Linked DNA regions of Mus musculus: regions 1, 2, 3 and 4 are each linked to region 5. The links are chromatin contacts, called in public capture Hi-C and promoter capture Hi-C maps. All regions are on one chromosome and are shown on one strand. The core of a region is the stretch at or near the end of the contact, and the rest is flanking DNA. Distances in the headings are between cores, read along the strand shown.

The links. Promoter capture Hi-C pulls out the DNA fragments that hold promoters and counts their contacts. Capture Hi-C pulls out chosen DNA fragments and counts their contacts.
Region 1: a capture Hi-C map of macrophages shows a contact between it and region 5, with 5 times the contacts expected there. The contact joins the promoter of Psd3 here to the promoter of Atp6v1b2 in region 5. A contact is called at or near these places in 6 of 39 promoter capture datasets (the 3T3-L1 cell line, 3T3-L1-derived adipocytes, HPC-7-derived erythroid cells and 3 more), 1 of 15 datasets of contacts at CTCF or cohesin (the NIH/3T3 cell line), 2 of 484 Hi-C or Micro-C datasets (cerebral cortex and cortical neurons), 3 of 115 datasets of contacts at active chromatin or transcription factors (astrocytes, fibro-adipogenic progenitors and stem cell-derived neural progenitor cells) and 3 of 9 other capture datasets (adipose tissue, liver and macrophages).
Region 2: a promoter capture Hi-C map of pre-B cells shows a contact between it and region 5, with 5 times the contacts expected there. The contact joins the promoter of Nat2 here to the promoter of Atp6v1b2 in region 5. A contact is called at or near these places in 2 of 39 promoter capture datasets (liver and pre-B cells).
Region 3: a promoter capture Hi-C map of liver shows a contact between it and region 5, with 2.0 times the contacts expected there. The contact joins the enhancer-like site here to the promoter of Atp6v1b2 in region 5. A contact is called at or near these places in 8 of 39 promoter capture datasets (the 3T3-L1 cell line, 3T3-L1-derived adipocytes, HPC-7-derived erythroid cells and 5 more) and 1 of 115 datasets of contacts at active chromatin or transcription factors (astrocytes).
Region 4: a contact with region 5 is called in a promoter capture Hi-C map of liver, with 4 times the contacts expected there. The contact joins the enhancer-like site here to the promoter of Atp6v1b2 in region 5. A contact is called at or near these places in 8 of 39 promoter capture datasets (the 3T3-L1 cell line, 3T3-L1-derived adipocytes, the HPC-7 cell line and 5 more), 1 of 15 datasets of contacts at CTCF or cohesin (the NIH/3T3 cell line), 2 of 484 Hi-C or Micro-C datasets (cerebral cortex and cortical neurons), 2 of 115 datasets of contacts at active chromatin or transcription factors (astrocytes and stem cell-derived neural progenitor cells) and 1 of 9 other capture datasets (adipose tissue).

The regions. Positions count from the first base shown.
Region 1 is chr8:67,973,237-67,975,936 of GRCm38.p6, reverse strand. Psd3 (pleckstrin and Sec7 domain containing 3) reads left to right here and starts at 1,363. Exons shown (of 16, transcript NM_177698.4): 1 at 1,363-1,804. The coding sequence starts at 1,774. All of the region lies in intron 3 of Gm15991 (a long non-coding RNA gene), which reads right to left.
Region 2 is chr8:67,493,578-67,496,277 of GRCm38.p6, reverse strand. Nat2 (N-acetyltransferase 2 (arylamine N-acetyltransferase)) reads right to left here and starts at 1,403. Exons shown (of 2, transcript NM_001168577.1): 1 at 1,376-1,403.
Region 3 is chr8:68,035,490-68,038,189 of GRCm38.p6, reverse strand. It overlaps a transcript of Psd3 not described here. Among named protein-coding and RNA genes, the nearest start is that of Psd3, 62 kb to the right of the region's middle. Within about 2 kb of position 1,344, at least 4 of the 459 cell types and tissues checked have an H3K27ac peak or open chromatin away from gene starts, as enhancers often do. A contact at or near this core is called in liver, where this site is marked.
Region 4 is chr8:67,995,607-67,998,306 of GRCm38.p6, reverse strand. All of the region lies in intron 4 of Gm15991 (a long non-coding RNA gene), which reads right to left. It also overlaps a transcript of Psd3 not described here. Among named protein-coding and RNA genes, the nearest start is that of Psd3, 22 kb to the right of the region's middle. Within about 2 kb of position 1,351, at least 52 of the 459 cell types and tissues checked have an H3K27ac peak or open chromatin away from gene starts, as enhancers often do. A contact at or near this core is called in adipose tissue and liver, where this site is marked.
Region 5 is chr8:69,087,464-69,090,163 of GRCm38.p6, reverse strand. Atp6v1b2 (ATPase, H+ transporting, lysosomal V1 subunit B2) reads right to left here and starts at 1,428. Exons shown (of 14, transcript NM_007509.3): 1 at 1,236-1,428. The coding sequence starts at 1,371. It overlaps Slc18a1 (solute carrier family 18 (vesicular monoamine), member 1), which reads left to right and starts at 942. Exons shown (of 17, transcript NM_153054.2): 1 at 942-1,183.

The sequences.
Region 1 (2,700 bases), core at 114-2,613, 1.1 Mb after region 5:
CCTTCACCACAGCGTTTACTAATCAAGAAGCTAAACATCCACAGCTTGGAGGTTAATAAACTAAAGCTGGGAGATTTTAAGCCTTTCCCCAAGTAAGACAAGCTGCCAGCTGTCAAGCTGGACTTCTCAGCTTCATTTCTGTCACCAAGTCTGCTGTCCCTAGATACACCATCTGATCTTTGTCCCCTGCGTATGAATTGGTCTTCTTGAGAGATGGGCCTACTTGGTTTGTTGTAGTTTCAAACCCTGAACATTTCTTTCAGAATTCTTTCTTGGCATGCAGACTTGTGGGAAGTGTAGCTTGGTGGTACAGAGGCTGAGCTTTCGAGCCGTAGTGTCTGAGTTTGAGTCCCTTCCAGTGGTGCCTCTTTTACTCATCTGATCTGACAAGACTCACACCTCTTTTGTATTTTAGTAGTCTCATCAATAAAATGGGTTCATAATAGTAGCTATTGTAGAGACTTCTGGGGGATAGAAGGATTCACAAAATGAAACTTCTTAGTGCAGTGTCTAGCATATTACTACACATTTTCTAACCTAATTATATTATTTATAAAAGTGGCCATTCATTTTTTATAAATTAAAATAAAATTTATAAATTAATATTTTTTATAAATTAAAGTGAGCACATTTTCTGGCTCTTGGTTGCTGGTTACTGAGTGTATGAAATAGGAAAGTTTTTTGAAGTGTCTGTGTTTCTCATGCTGATTGCAATATTAATGATACTGAAGATGAGTTACTTACTTTTTATTTTTTCCAGTGTTGGGGAATCAAACTCAGGGTTAGGTAGGCGCTGTAGCACAAATGGACACTCTCCACCCAAGATTTATTTTTAATATTTATATCAAGTCCAAGAGTCAGTGTTATGTTACTAACTATGTATTAATTTTATATTATTATTTACAAAAGGAGTGCTTTTACTGAGATTGCTTGAAAAGTATTGCATGCATCCAAAGTACTGTAGGTGATGTGAAAGTTTATCCCATTGCTTTTAAAACTGGATCACAACATCTTTGAATCTTTTCATGGGACGTTTCCAATTACTATCAATTACTGTGAAATATTAATTTGTCACAGGAACAGTAATGTAATCATTAGTAAAATGACTGTGTGGCAGCAGCACTTACAAGTGAGATAAAGACTGTCAGCTCTGGATTGACATGGAAGCAGCTTTTGGGCAGTGTTTTTGCATTTGCCTCTTCCGTCGGAACAGCGTGAGAATTAAATGCTTTTAAAGGGAACCGGCCCATCTCGGTTCATGTGTGTCATTCCAGCATCAGAGAAAATGCTGCATAATACTAGGATGACAGCCCCACCTCTGATGTCACCCAGGATGGTACGATCCTCTCAGAGCCTCTGCCGGCTTCCTGCTGCTGCACTGGGGGAATGGTTACATTAAAGCTAACTCCCGACATCTCAGTTATCTCCTTGGAAGTAGTTTTGACAATTATAGAAAAGCCCCACAGTGGCTGTCTTCGGTAAGCTACCAAGGTAGAGAGCGACCGAGGCTGAGCACAGCAGGAGAGCGGGCTGCTCTGCCTTTGTGAGGGGCTGAGGCGGCAGTTCCTGGGCTCGGCTCAGCTCTGGTTCCAAGTGCTCAAAGTGCTTCCATTTACATCACCGTGTGCAGTGCAGGGCAAGAGGGGCCTCCAGGAAATTTGAAACTAATTTGCTTCCAGTTGACTAGAACAGCACATTTTGCATTAGCTTGCTTCTTTTCTCGTTAACTTTTCTCAAGCGTTAAACTGATGAACTGGGCATTTTCTATGATCAATGGGTAACTGCTGGAGCTACAGTAATCTCTGTGAGTAACCTCTATTTGTAGGTCTATGCAGGCAAATATATATTATCTATCTCTTGTGCAATGCTGCTGTGACATTTTCCGTCTGTATTATTGACTGCTTGTGTTGTCTTTCGGCCATCCCAGTAGGAGACTTCTGGGGGCTAGCCCAAGTTCTGCTGAATCCTGCCATAGAAAAGAGCAGACTGCATTCATTCTGGGGCATCCCTGCCAAGCACTCTTTAATTGCCCAGAAAACGGAAAGATGCAACGGGGGCCTCTGAACGCCTTTGCCCAGTACCTCACTTGGCTTTAGCTTTTAATATTTGTTTTAGTGTCTGATGCTGAATGTTCTAATTTTTAAAAAAAAATGTAAGTGGAGAGTAGAGTATCATGCTTACCTATAATTTTACTTCCTTTCATTCCCCGTCCCCAAGCAGGTTTCCCAGGAACAGGGCATTCTATCATCCTATAGAAACAAGCACCCTTTCTGTGCTGCATGATTTAGGCAGAAAGAAGGAAACAGGCTATTCCTTAGTTTAGTGTTGGATGGGATGGGGAGGAGTTTCTCTTAAAGAACCCAAGCTGCTTTTGTCCGAAGCACAGCCAGGAACTGAAGTAGCCTGGAGGGGGTGGGGGTGACTTCAGGATATTCTCATTGGAGTTGACGCTGAAGTCATCACAGCCTTTCCAGGAAGTTTATAGCAACTGTCTTCTTATTTCTCAGTGTGTCTTTCCTATCTGTCAAAAACATTTTATAGTATTTTAAGATTTATTTCTCTCTCTAGAGAAACCAAGTTTCAACGTTCTGTTGACCGGTCAATGTTGATGTGCTTGGAATTGTTCGTGTCAGTCTGCAGGACGAAACCTGACTTTAGACTCTGATGGGAGTGCCAGTGTGGATCAGCTGAGGCTTAGCC
Region 2 (2,700 bases), core at 154-2,653, 1.6 Mb after region 5:
GAGAACTCCTTATTCTTTGCCAAATGGAATTGTGAACAAGAAGCCAACATAGGAAAAAAAAATAGAGAAGATCAATCCGGATGGAGAAAGCTATGATAGGTTTCTGACAGTAGTCAGACTAGAAGGAGGATTCACCATTAGGGGCCGATATATTTATTGCATGGATTACTGCTGATATTCAGTGAAGTTGTAATGAGAGCTAATGGACTGCTTGTAATTTTGTATGTGTACTATTTTCTCCCTTAATTCCTTTTCTTTTCTCTTTCATTTCTCTTCCTGAAGCCCACAGAATCCAACTCTGTTGACAACCCTAAGCCATCTTTTTGATTAACTGGGTGGAAGACACTAGACTTGTTGGCTTGGCCATATGCAAAGAGCACTAACAAGCTGCACTTCGGTTACAGAAAACCTACATGGCATCCAAGGCTGCGAGTAAAGGCCTCCAACAGCCAGGCAGAGGCAGGGGATGCTACTAGGCAAACAATCTAATAGGGTTAGCAAAGGGCAAGAGAAATACGCGCCATGGATAAAAATGGTAAAACCATACAGTTAGTCTTTAGCAGGAAGCTTAAAAAAATAAAATATAATAAAATCAGAGTTGGCATTTGTCTGTTTTTGTTTTTTGTTTTTTAAAGTCGGGGTGGAGTCAGTTGCTTTGAGTCTGAGGCAGTCAAACCGGAGCTGGAGAAAGAGCAGAACTGTTAACAGAAAAGAGCCAAGCAATGTAGTTGACATTATGCCCAAAGTACAGAATAGAGTTCATGATATCAGGGTCCATGGGTCACGGGGCGTTAGCTCCGAGGACTTTTGGCATGAGCTGGCACCACACTGTTGAGTAAACCTGTCGACTGTGTTCCAAGGTAACGTCTCAGTCTTAAGTCACAGGAAGTAGTCGATTTTCTGGTGTTCCTTAAGACCCTACACACTTACCCTTCTTCAAGCATGACAAAAGTACTTCCAAGAGTTCCTCTGGAAATGCAGTGAATGACATTGTTAAAGAGTCCCAGAGGGAACAAATTGGAGGGATTGGTTTCCTATGCTGTTAACGCACCTCCTGAACGCTCAGAAACCCTTTAAGTAAACACCATTACTAGTTCATTTGTGACTGATAAGGAAACAGCATAAAAGGAACTAAATGGCTCTTCAAATCTAATAGAATGTGGCTGCCTGTCACCTACTTAAACAAAACATTTGTCAGAATCACCTGTGTACTGCAAAGTATTCCTAGCTTGGCTTCGAAGTATGTGCCACCCAAACTTTCTAAAAGAACTTGGGCCTGGAAAGTCAGGACTGTGTTGTGCTGTTCTCTCCCGGTCTTCCTTCTGGAAGAGGAAGAAATCCTGATTTCCAAATCTATTAGGGAGCCCCCACTTACCCGCTACCAGGACTGCAACCGGGCGGACCAGGAAGTAAGCTGAGTGAGTTTCAGTTCCCTGGTCTGCAAAGGAAGAGCTCTTATTGGCTGTTCAAGTTGCTCCGCCCCTTATGCTTAGTTTTTTTTTAAACCATCTCAAGGATCTCTGGGAAATGTAGTTGTAGGGCTTCACTTAACCCTGGTGAACTCTTTCTCTAGTCCGTTCTTTGCGTGAGATATCATGATATTTTTGCATTTCTCGTGATAGGTTTGCATTTCACAGAGTTTATGATCTCTGGGAGCCTGTGAGAGGTCAGAGCTTGAAATAGGCTCTTGCAAAGCAGATCAAGGACGTAGAGGAGGAAGCGGTTACCACATGTCACCCACATTCCTAATGTATGCCTTTCCTTCCACTAAGTTTTGTTTTCCCCCTTATTTCTTTTTCATTTCTCATCTTCAGGTCCTTTTACTGCTCTATCCAAAGACACTGTGGAATGTGTATGACGTGTGTCCGGATATGGGTTGCAAAAAAACGACAACTGTCCTATGTATTTCTGTTTTCGATTTATACTAATGATTCTTGTAGATAATGCTTGCTGTTTCTTAGCTATTTCCCTGTACACTATAATTTAAAGACTCCTTGGCACACACTGTTCTTATATTCTGGGTTGTCAAAATAGATTCCTAAATTTATGCTTGGTGGCATGTAGTCGGGTGTGGCTCAGGTGAGGAGAAGTGAGTTATAGAACTATATCCCCAGTTTCTATCTGCTCAGTTGGGTCACTGTGACGCATGCACAGCAATACCTCTCTGCATGGTTCTGAGGGATTTTGCTTCCTTTGTTAACAACAACCACTGGTTGGCAATCTGCTTGTATAGTTTTATACCTAAACTAGAACTTCCAAACTCTTACATTCCTACAACCAAAGCCCAATCAACAACAACAACAACAACAAAACAGCTACCCTGTGGCTGATACCCACAATCCTAGCACTTGAGAAGTGAAGGGAGACCATCAAGAACTCAAGGTCATCTTGGGCTACACAGCAAGTTCAACGCCAGCTTGGGCTACACGAGCCCATTTCCACAAACACAAGATAAAGCAAGCATCACTGTGGCAATGTAACCTATAGCTTTGGTAATATCTCAGCTCTTGCTTTTCCGTTTACCTTAATATGATCACTACCAGACGAGGACTGAGAGGAATACTGGCTATGCAGTGCAAACTAGAGGCCTGGCATTGGAATCTGCATGGAGAAGGGTATTCAAGAGGTCTCTGGGCTGGATTACTGGGCAATAATGGGTTTATTGAAAAAGTTATTAACAGCATTGGCATATAGACACAG
Region 3 (2,700 bases), core at 95-2,594, 1.1 Mb after region 5:
TCAGGTTGACACACTGAAATGATTAGCAATAAAACACGAAGCTAGCTGATTGCATAGCGTGTACTAAAGGCTTTTTTATGTGTCAGCTTCTTCCCAGAGAATCCATAGGAGTAGGCATTAGCATTAATCCTGTTCTATTGGGGCTAGGTGTTTAAATATATCCCAAAATACAGCTAGTAATACCTGAACCGAGACTAGGATTCAGATGGCTTGTCTCATAAGACTGTTCTTAAGATACATTTTATACTCTTCGGGTTTTAACACACACACACACACACACACACACACACACACACACACACACACATATACACACACACAGACATAGACACACACGGACACAGGCATAGACACACACATACACACACACACACACACACACACACACACACACACATTACCAGTCAACCTCAATGTATGGCAGTTTTAGAATATATTTTCTAACAATCTACTCATTTTTGATAAAACAAAAGGCATCATATATAGTCTTCTCTATCTTTAAAAAATAAATATAGCTCAATGCCCAGCACTTGCAGCACACATACACATAACATAATAAACTTAAGAGACCTTTATCAATCTGCATAGAGATACCTCACAATAACAACCATATAGATATTCATTATATGCTTCAGTTTAATTTTCTAGTTCAGTATTGATGGACAGTTTCATTGTGTACAGATACTTTCAGTGATAAACACCAGTATTCTTGTACTACTAGTTTGTATTGAATGATAAATTTAAGTACTGCATAATAAAATTAGTTATTTCTTTTACTGCTGGTGATGTGGACCTCACATTCTACTGGAAATTTATTTAGTCCTTAAAGGATCCTTATGAATCACACACTGTTATTGTCTCTGTTATACCTGAATAAAATAAGGCCTGGAGAGATTTATAGATTCTCCTCCTATAATACTATAAGTATATGACATCTAAGATTTGACGACAACCATCCTAGAGATATGGTCTTGACTACTCATACTTATGTGTCAAATGTCAAGAGATCAGGTGGCTGTCGTCCCAGTACTGAGGACTGAGGCACTGCTGATATTAGTAAACATTTCTCATGGCTACATACACTTGCACTATGAGACCATGAAGTTCTTCTTTTAAGCTAAGCCTCAGTTGTGACAACCCTTAAGATGTTAAAAAAATGGTATGCCCAGCATGCCATCAGCATTGACTGATAAGTATGGTTGAACAATATATGTTTACTGGTCATTTGTGTTACTTTTCCTTTAAATTCCTTTAGCTCGTTTTCTGTGGCATAACACTTACAGACCAGGTGATCTGTACACAGTAGAAGTTCATTTGGCACCTGGCTCTGGAGGGTGGCAAGCCTGTACATGTCACAGGCCTTCATACTGAGTTATGACATGGAAATAGGCAGAGAAGCATGCATAAGACAGTATATCTTACTGAGTGACCCTTGCCATAACTGCACTAATCCACACACAAGGCATAGTTCTTATGACCTAGCCACCACTTACAGGCCTGTTGTAAAAGTTCTGGGCTTTTCTACACCCACCCTAGCTCTGAAATAATGACATGGAGACCTGGTATATTTATTAAAAAGGTTCTCATTTAGTTTAACCCTACCTTGCTGGCCTGGCCTCCTTCCCATCAGCTTCCCAGCCACGTGGCCTTATCTGCCATCTTAGTGTCTCTCTGATTGTTCCAGCTCCATCTGTGTCCTCCTCGACTCTCTCATGACTACTTCTCAAGTAAAATTCTCTCTCTCTTCCTTCCACTCAAGATCCTCTCACTGGAATTAGAGGTCCAGCTTGCTGAGATAGTGACTGATAAGCTCTTTATTAAGCAGTCAGAAGTGGCAGAAAACAATTTTTGCATAACATTGAAATAGGAGATGCTTAGCAATGCCTGTGTCCAGACTGCAATCAGATCTCTGGGCACAGTACTCAGCGTATGCATACATAGTGTGTGAAATCATCCCCCAGTAGACTTTCTTCGTAATATTGTCACACAGCAGTTGAATTTCAGTATGAGTTTTGAAGGAGAAAAATTCAAACCATAGCTATACCTTAATTCATTTTTTTCTCTTGGAGAGTTTATTTTTAAAATGACTTAAAAATAAACTTATTTATTTTTGTGTGTATGTGTGAGGCCCAGCATGTATGTATATATATCATACGTGTGCCTATGTCTGCAGAGACCATAAGAAGGTGTGTGGTTCTTTGGAGCTATAGTGACTTGTAGTTGTGAAATGATGTTGTGAGTGCAGGGAACTGAATCCGGGTACATTGTAAGAGCAGCAAGTGCTCTTAACTATTGAACCATTTCTCCAGCTGTTTTAAGTGATTTCCATGGACAGTTTAAAGTAAAGAAAAAAAATTCATATACATTGCAAATACCTTTTCAGCATAAGCTTTTTAATGATTATAGATTTCCACTACATAATAGTGAAACTTTTACTTTCAGCTTTTCATTATGATATTCAATAATACTACTTGTTTTCTTAGGAAACTTCTTATATGAATGGTAGATGGAAGTAAGTATGCACTTTATTCTTGTAATTAGTGGGTTATAAGAAACTTGATCTTGAGGGCATGATTGAATACCCATTTCCCAATAATCCATGGTATTATTTATTATTTAGAAAATCTTGACTCATCTACATTTCTTTGAGTATGTGTTAAGATTTAAATATTTTTGGCATGCTTATTTGTAGTTAATATT
Region 4 (2,700 bases), core at 102-2,601, 1.1 Mb after region 5:
ATATAGAAGTAATAGAATTTTAGAAATATTTTAGAAAAATTATATTGATAAATTGAAGATCTGTTTTCTACTAAGTCTTGTTAAAGGATTAAATGATATTTTTAATGTTCTTGGTCCATCACCTTATTTCTCTTGATGTCAACATTTAACATTTATGGTAATTGTACCCAAATTGGTAATTCTCCTAGGGCTATAGAGTTGAGTTCATGGTATGGAGTATCTAAACTTAAAGAAGTATATAGTGGTTCCTGTTAATGTGATGTCCTCTAAAGAATGGACTGTATTCGGATTATTCCTTCAGCATGGTACATTGGGGGCTGAGACAGAACATGAGAAACAACAGACCTTGAGTAGACAGAAGAGAATGAGAGGAAGTTCCCCGTGTTGGACAGAGGATTCAGAGTCAGAGGAAAGCTGGACTCCATCATCAGGTCCAGGAAAGGGTGATCTTGCTCCGATGAGAATAATTCAGGTGCCCCACAGCAGCAGCACAAGAATCGAGCATGGAGTTTTTGCGAAACTCGACACTGGGCATGGAAATTTTGAGTAGAAAAGTTGTGCATTACCTAGAAGCTAGTGGCTTGACATACCAGTTTTCCCAGAGTTCTGAGGGTAGGGCAAAATTGATTTCTTGTGGAATTGAAGCCCAAGTAGGGATAGGGCACTACTGTTAGTTTGTGCAATGTCTAGGAAATGACATAAGGAAATGTCACAAAGTGCTGTAGAATTTAATGCAAAAAATTTCTTTTTTTTTTTGCAGTGAATGACAGATAAAGCTCTACATTAACAAATAAATCCCTAAAATGACAAGCTCACAATTAGTATCATTTACATAAAGCAAGGAACCTCTATGGGGAAGGATAGTCAGCATTTATAATGCAGATATCAAGACCTAAAGAGTGAGAGCAACTGAATATTCTGAAACTCCAGAATGGTTTTCTGTAAACATAAACTGGGGTCAACCACGTGATGCAGCAGGAACCTATGGGGAAGATGTGCACATGGCCAGGAAACAATCTGCGAGCGTCTGTGAGCTCAGTTACAGATGGTGAACTGGAACTGAAACAGTGGGTGGGGTACTGGTATTCTAGTTAGCTTGGTTGTTCAGTACTGAAACAGTGGGTGGGGTACTAGTATTCTAGTTAGTGTGGTTGTTCAGTCCACACATTTGCTGAGAGAAGCTCCGTGAGGGATGGTCTAGGTCTGGGCGTGCCTGTGAGGGATTCTTCTATGAATCAACTGAGGTGGAAAGACGGCTCATCCTGAATGTGGGCTGCCCTAGGTAGGGTTGGACTTTGATCCGCATGAACAGAAAAAGGAAGCTGAGCAGGAAACATGCTTGCACAGTTTCTGTGTTCTCTTGCATGTGGACATAACCAGCTGCTTCCAGTGCCTGCCTTGGCTCTCCTGCAGTCATGCACTATAATCTGGAATTAACTGAAAGGCAGGCTGGTTTTTGTCAGTGTGTGTGTGTGTGTGTTTTTTTTTTCCTCACAGCAAGAGCAATGGAACTGAGGCAGGTTTGTGTTTGGTTTCTCAACTAGAGCCTGATTTTACTTCATGATCTACCTACCGTTGCCCCTGCCTACCAAGTGCTACCACAGGGAAGTGAGAGAGAGAGAGAGAGAGAGAGAGAGAGAGAGAGAGAGAGAGAGAAGAGAAGAGACAGAGAGAGACACACACAGACAGAAACACAGAGACAGAGACAGAGACACAGAGATAGAGAGACACAGAGAGAGACAGAGAGAGACAGAGACACAGAGGCAGAGACACAGAGAGAGACACAGAGAGACAGAGAGACAGAGACACAGAGAGAGAGCACATCCTGAATCCCAAGCAGTCACCTCTCATATCATGTCTATTTTCTTGTTCCAGATAGGAGTGTTGTGTTCATTTGCTCAGTGTTCAATTAACTGAAGAGTGCATTGGTACAGATCTCTGTGGTAGTTTTTTGTTGTCTATTTCTGTATTTATTTATTGACCAGATTTTTTTTTATAAGGGTCAGGGAGCAAATTTTATTATACACCCTAGGATTGCCTCTAACTTACTGTTCTCCTGCCTCATCTTCCTGAGTTTTGGGATTCCAGGCATGTTCTACCATATGTAATAGGATAGTTTTATACCTTAACTAAATGAAAGTCTCCATTTATCGAACTGCCTAGCAGAAAGATTGTTCTGGTTATATATATATATAGTTTTTGTTTGTTTGTTTGTTTTTGTTTTTGTTTTGTTTTTTGAGACAGGGTTTCTCTGTATAGCTCTGGCTGTCCTGGAACTCACTTTGTAGACCAGGCTGGCCTCGAACTCAGAAATCCGCCTGCCTCTGCCTCCCGAGTGCTGGGATTAAAGGCGTGTGCCACCACCGCCCAGCTCTGGTTTATATTCTTATTGCCAAATTTGATTAGGAAAATGGGCTGATTCACTTTTAGTCTGCTAGATATAGATACTTATTTTCTATTTTAAAATAGTATATATGTTATCTTAAGTATAATGTGAATTTTAGGCTTTTAGGTCTAAAACAATGTGTATGTATGTGTAAGAAATATTGTCTTGAGTAAATTATACAGGGCAAAAGAAATTGGGAGGGTCAGCTCTTCTCCTCACCATCTTCCAGGGCTCCACTGCTAACACAGCTCTTTAGCCATGATCTTGCACATGCTGCGAGTACTTTCTCTACACCTTCAGCCAAGGTTCATCCC
Region 5 (2,700 bases), core at 179-2,678:
AATCTGTCAGTTTTCCCGACGTTTCCTTGGGCTCACATGAACCCCTAACAGGCATTCTCTAATTTTAACAATTATTCTAAAAAAATGCTTAAAAGGCACACCTCAGCAATCCACTCTCCAATGTGTGTGTGTGTGTGTTTTTTTTTTCCCTTCCCCTCGCTGCAGTGTTATCACATGACCCACTGACAGCTCAGGACAGGATTAGTCAGGCTGGAGGGCGCCTAGCTAAAACCCTTCAGCTGAAACGCTTTTAACCAATGAGCCACCCACAGAGCCAAGCTGCCAATTAACCTGTGCAAATGGAACCTTATTTTCAGGAAAACAACAGATACTTAAAAAAGAGGAAAAAAAAAAGTCTTCTTTCAAAGCTCTCTGCCTGGCTTTAAGGGAGCCGTGAAGAGGTTTGATTCTATACAACCGAAAGCTTCAGCCAACAAGAGCCATTTGGGAATGACTGGCTTGTCTAAACATGGCTTATTGAGGTCTTTTATGATCACTACACTTAAGCCTATGAACATAACAGTGGAAAGCAACCTTCCATTTAACTGCGTTTGGTTAGCTGGTCAGTAAACGAATAAACAACAGAAGACCAAGCAAAGGATTAAGAAACTCGATTTTTGGTTCCTCTTTTCCCAATAATTAGATGTCTGAAGCCAGGCATGGCTTCTCCTTTCCAGAACCTTAGGCGTCTCGCCTGTAAAACGAGAGGGTGGGACTGCACGACTAGGGTATTTTTCAGCTCTAAGGTTCTCCGGTATCTAGGTGTCCTCCAGTGAAGCGGTTCCCTACAGAATAAGCCACATCTCCCTCTAGCCGCGGGGCCTGCCCACATCAGCGATGACATTACACCTTCTGCACGGTCCACCTGCCCAGAGGTCCACGGGGCAAAGGGGGACGGAGTAGGCGTTCCCTCGACCCGAAGACATTTAAATGAGGCCAGGAGCAGATGAAGACAGTGACAAGAAGTGGCCCTCAGAGACAGACCAGTGTCTGACAATACCCAGAGAACTCGGAGCGGGTAGGGCAATCATCAGGAGCCCACTTAGCCCATGGGAAGGTTCCAGTCGGTGCTCTCACGCTCGGCCCACCGAAGTCACGGAAAAGCTCACGCAAAGCTGGAGAGGTGCTTGTGAACTGAGCGATGGGGGAAATGAATCCCATTCCCTCCCCGCTGGCTGAACAGGTGAGAGCACAAGCCAAGGGCTTGGTGGACACGCTCACTTTCCCGTACTCACTGAGACGAGGCTGGGATAGGTAGTTCCGGCTCACCGCCAGCGCCTGCTCCCGAGCTCCGGCCATCGGCCCACCGGTGGGCACGGGCAGTTCGGGTGCGGCCCCGTTCACGATTCCCCGCATCGCTCGCAACGCCATCTTGTCTCCTCCGTCCCGACTGGCCCCGCAGCAGCGCGGCGCAGGCGCACATATAGCAGGGAGGCCCGTGCGGCCGGCCCCACCCATGCGCGCTTCGAAGCTGCGGCAGAGGCCCCGCCCTCTCGGCGGCGCCCCGCCCCCAGACTCGTGACTGGAGCTCTGCGGGGGCGGTGCAGGGTGCGCGCGCATGCTAGGCGCATAGGGAGCTGACCAGAGTGCTGGGAGCGCGGATCTGAGGCTGGGAGCGGGAAAAGAGAAGCGAAAGGGGCCAGAGGGCAAAATTGACACAAGAGAGAGGATTCACGAGAAAAAGAAAGATTCATTGGAATGTAGGGAAGGAAGAGATAGGAAAACGTGCATAAGAAAATACAGACAACTGAGGTTCATAATCAAGCTGTGGAAAACACCTTGGAAAGCAGAAGATAGAAAACCTAGTCCCATGATTGGTAACTTTGTGTCGAAATTTATTTCAGTTTATCCTACTACCAAGTTCTTTTTTTTTCGTGGATCTTTTCGAACAGACTTGGCTTTCTTGCATATCCGAAGAGTATATGGTGTGGAAGACCACCTTAGGAACAGATTGGAAAACCAGTTAAGAGGTTAGAACGCACAAAGGGTTCTAGTTTCTTTTCTTTGGCTGTGATAAAATTAGCTAGCGGTTGGCTTGGTGTGATGGCGCAAGCCTTTAAACGCAGCACTCAGGAGGCAGAGGCAGGAAGGTCTGAGTTCCAGGGCAGCCAGAGCTACATAGTGAAACTATGTTTCAAAACAAAAAAAACAAAAAGAAAAACCAGCCTGTGAGAAACGAACAACACAGTAAATTGATTGTTGTTCTCTTTACAATATAAGAACAGAAGAGGAAAACAAGAACTTTGCTATGACGGAGCAACATACTGAAAAACTTCTTTGTGTTAGTTCCCCATAGATTTGTTGATAAATACACAAGAGGATGTCTAGACTGGCCTTCGGTAAGGTTTATAACTTATCAGTTTGGGAAGCATGGATCTTTGCCTCATTCACAAAATTACTATGTTGTTGTTTTGTTTTTAAAGATTTATTTATTTGTATGTATGTGAGCACACTGTTACTGTCTTTAGACACACCAGAAGAGGACTTCGGATCCCATCATGATGGTTGTGAGCCACATGTGGGTTCTGGGATTTGAACTCAGGAAGATCAGCCAGTGCTCTTAACCGCTGAGCCACCTCTCCAGCCCAATTACTATGTTGTTATAAAATTCCCTTTGGGCTATATATGTGAGGTATGTATGGAATATAAATGAGTTTTATCTATAGACTTACAGCCTATATACAAGACATATTATGTAAA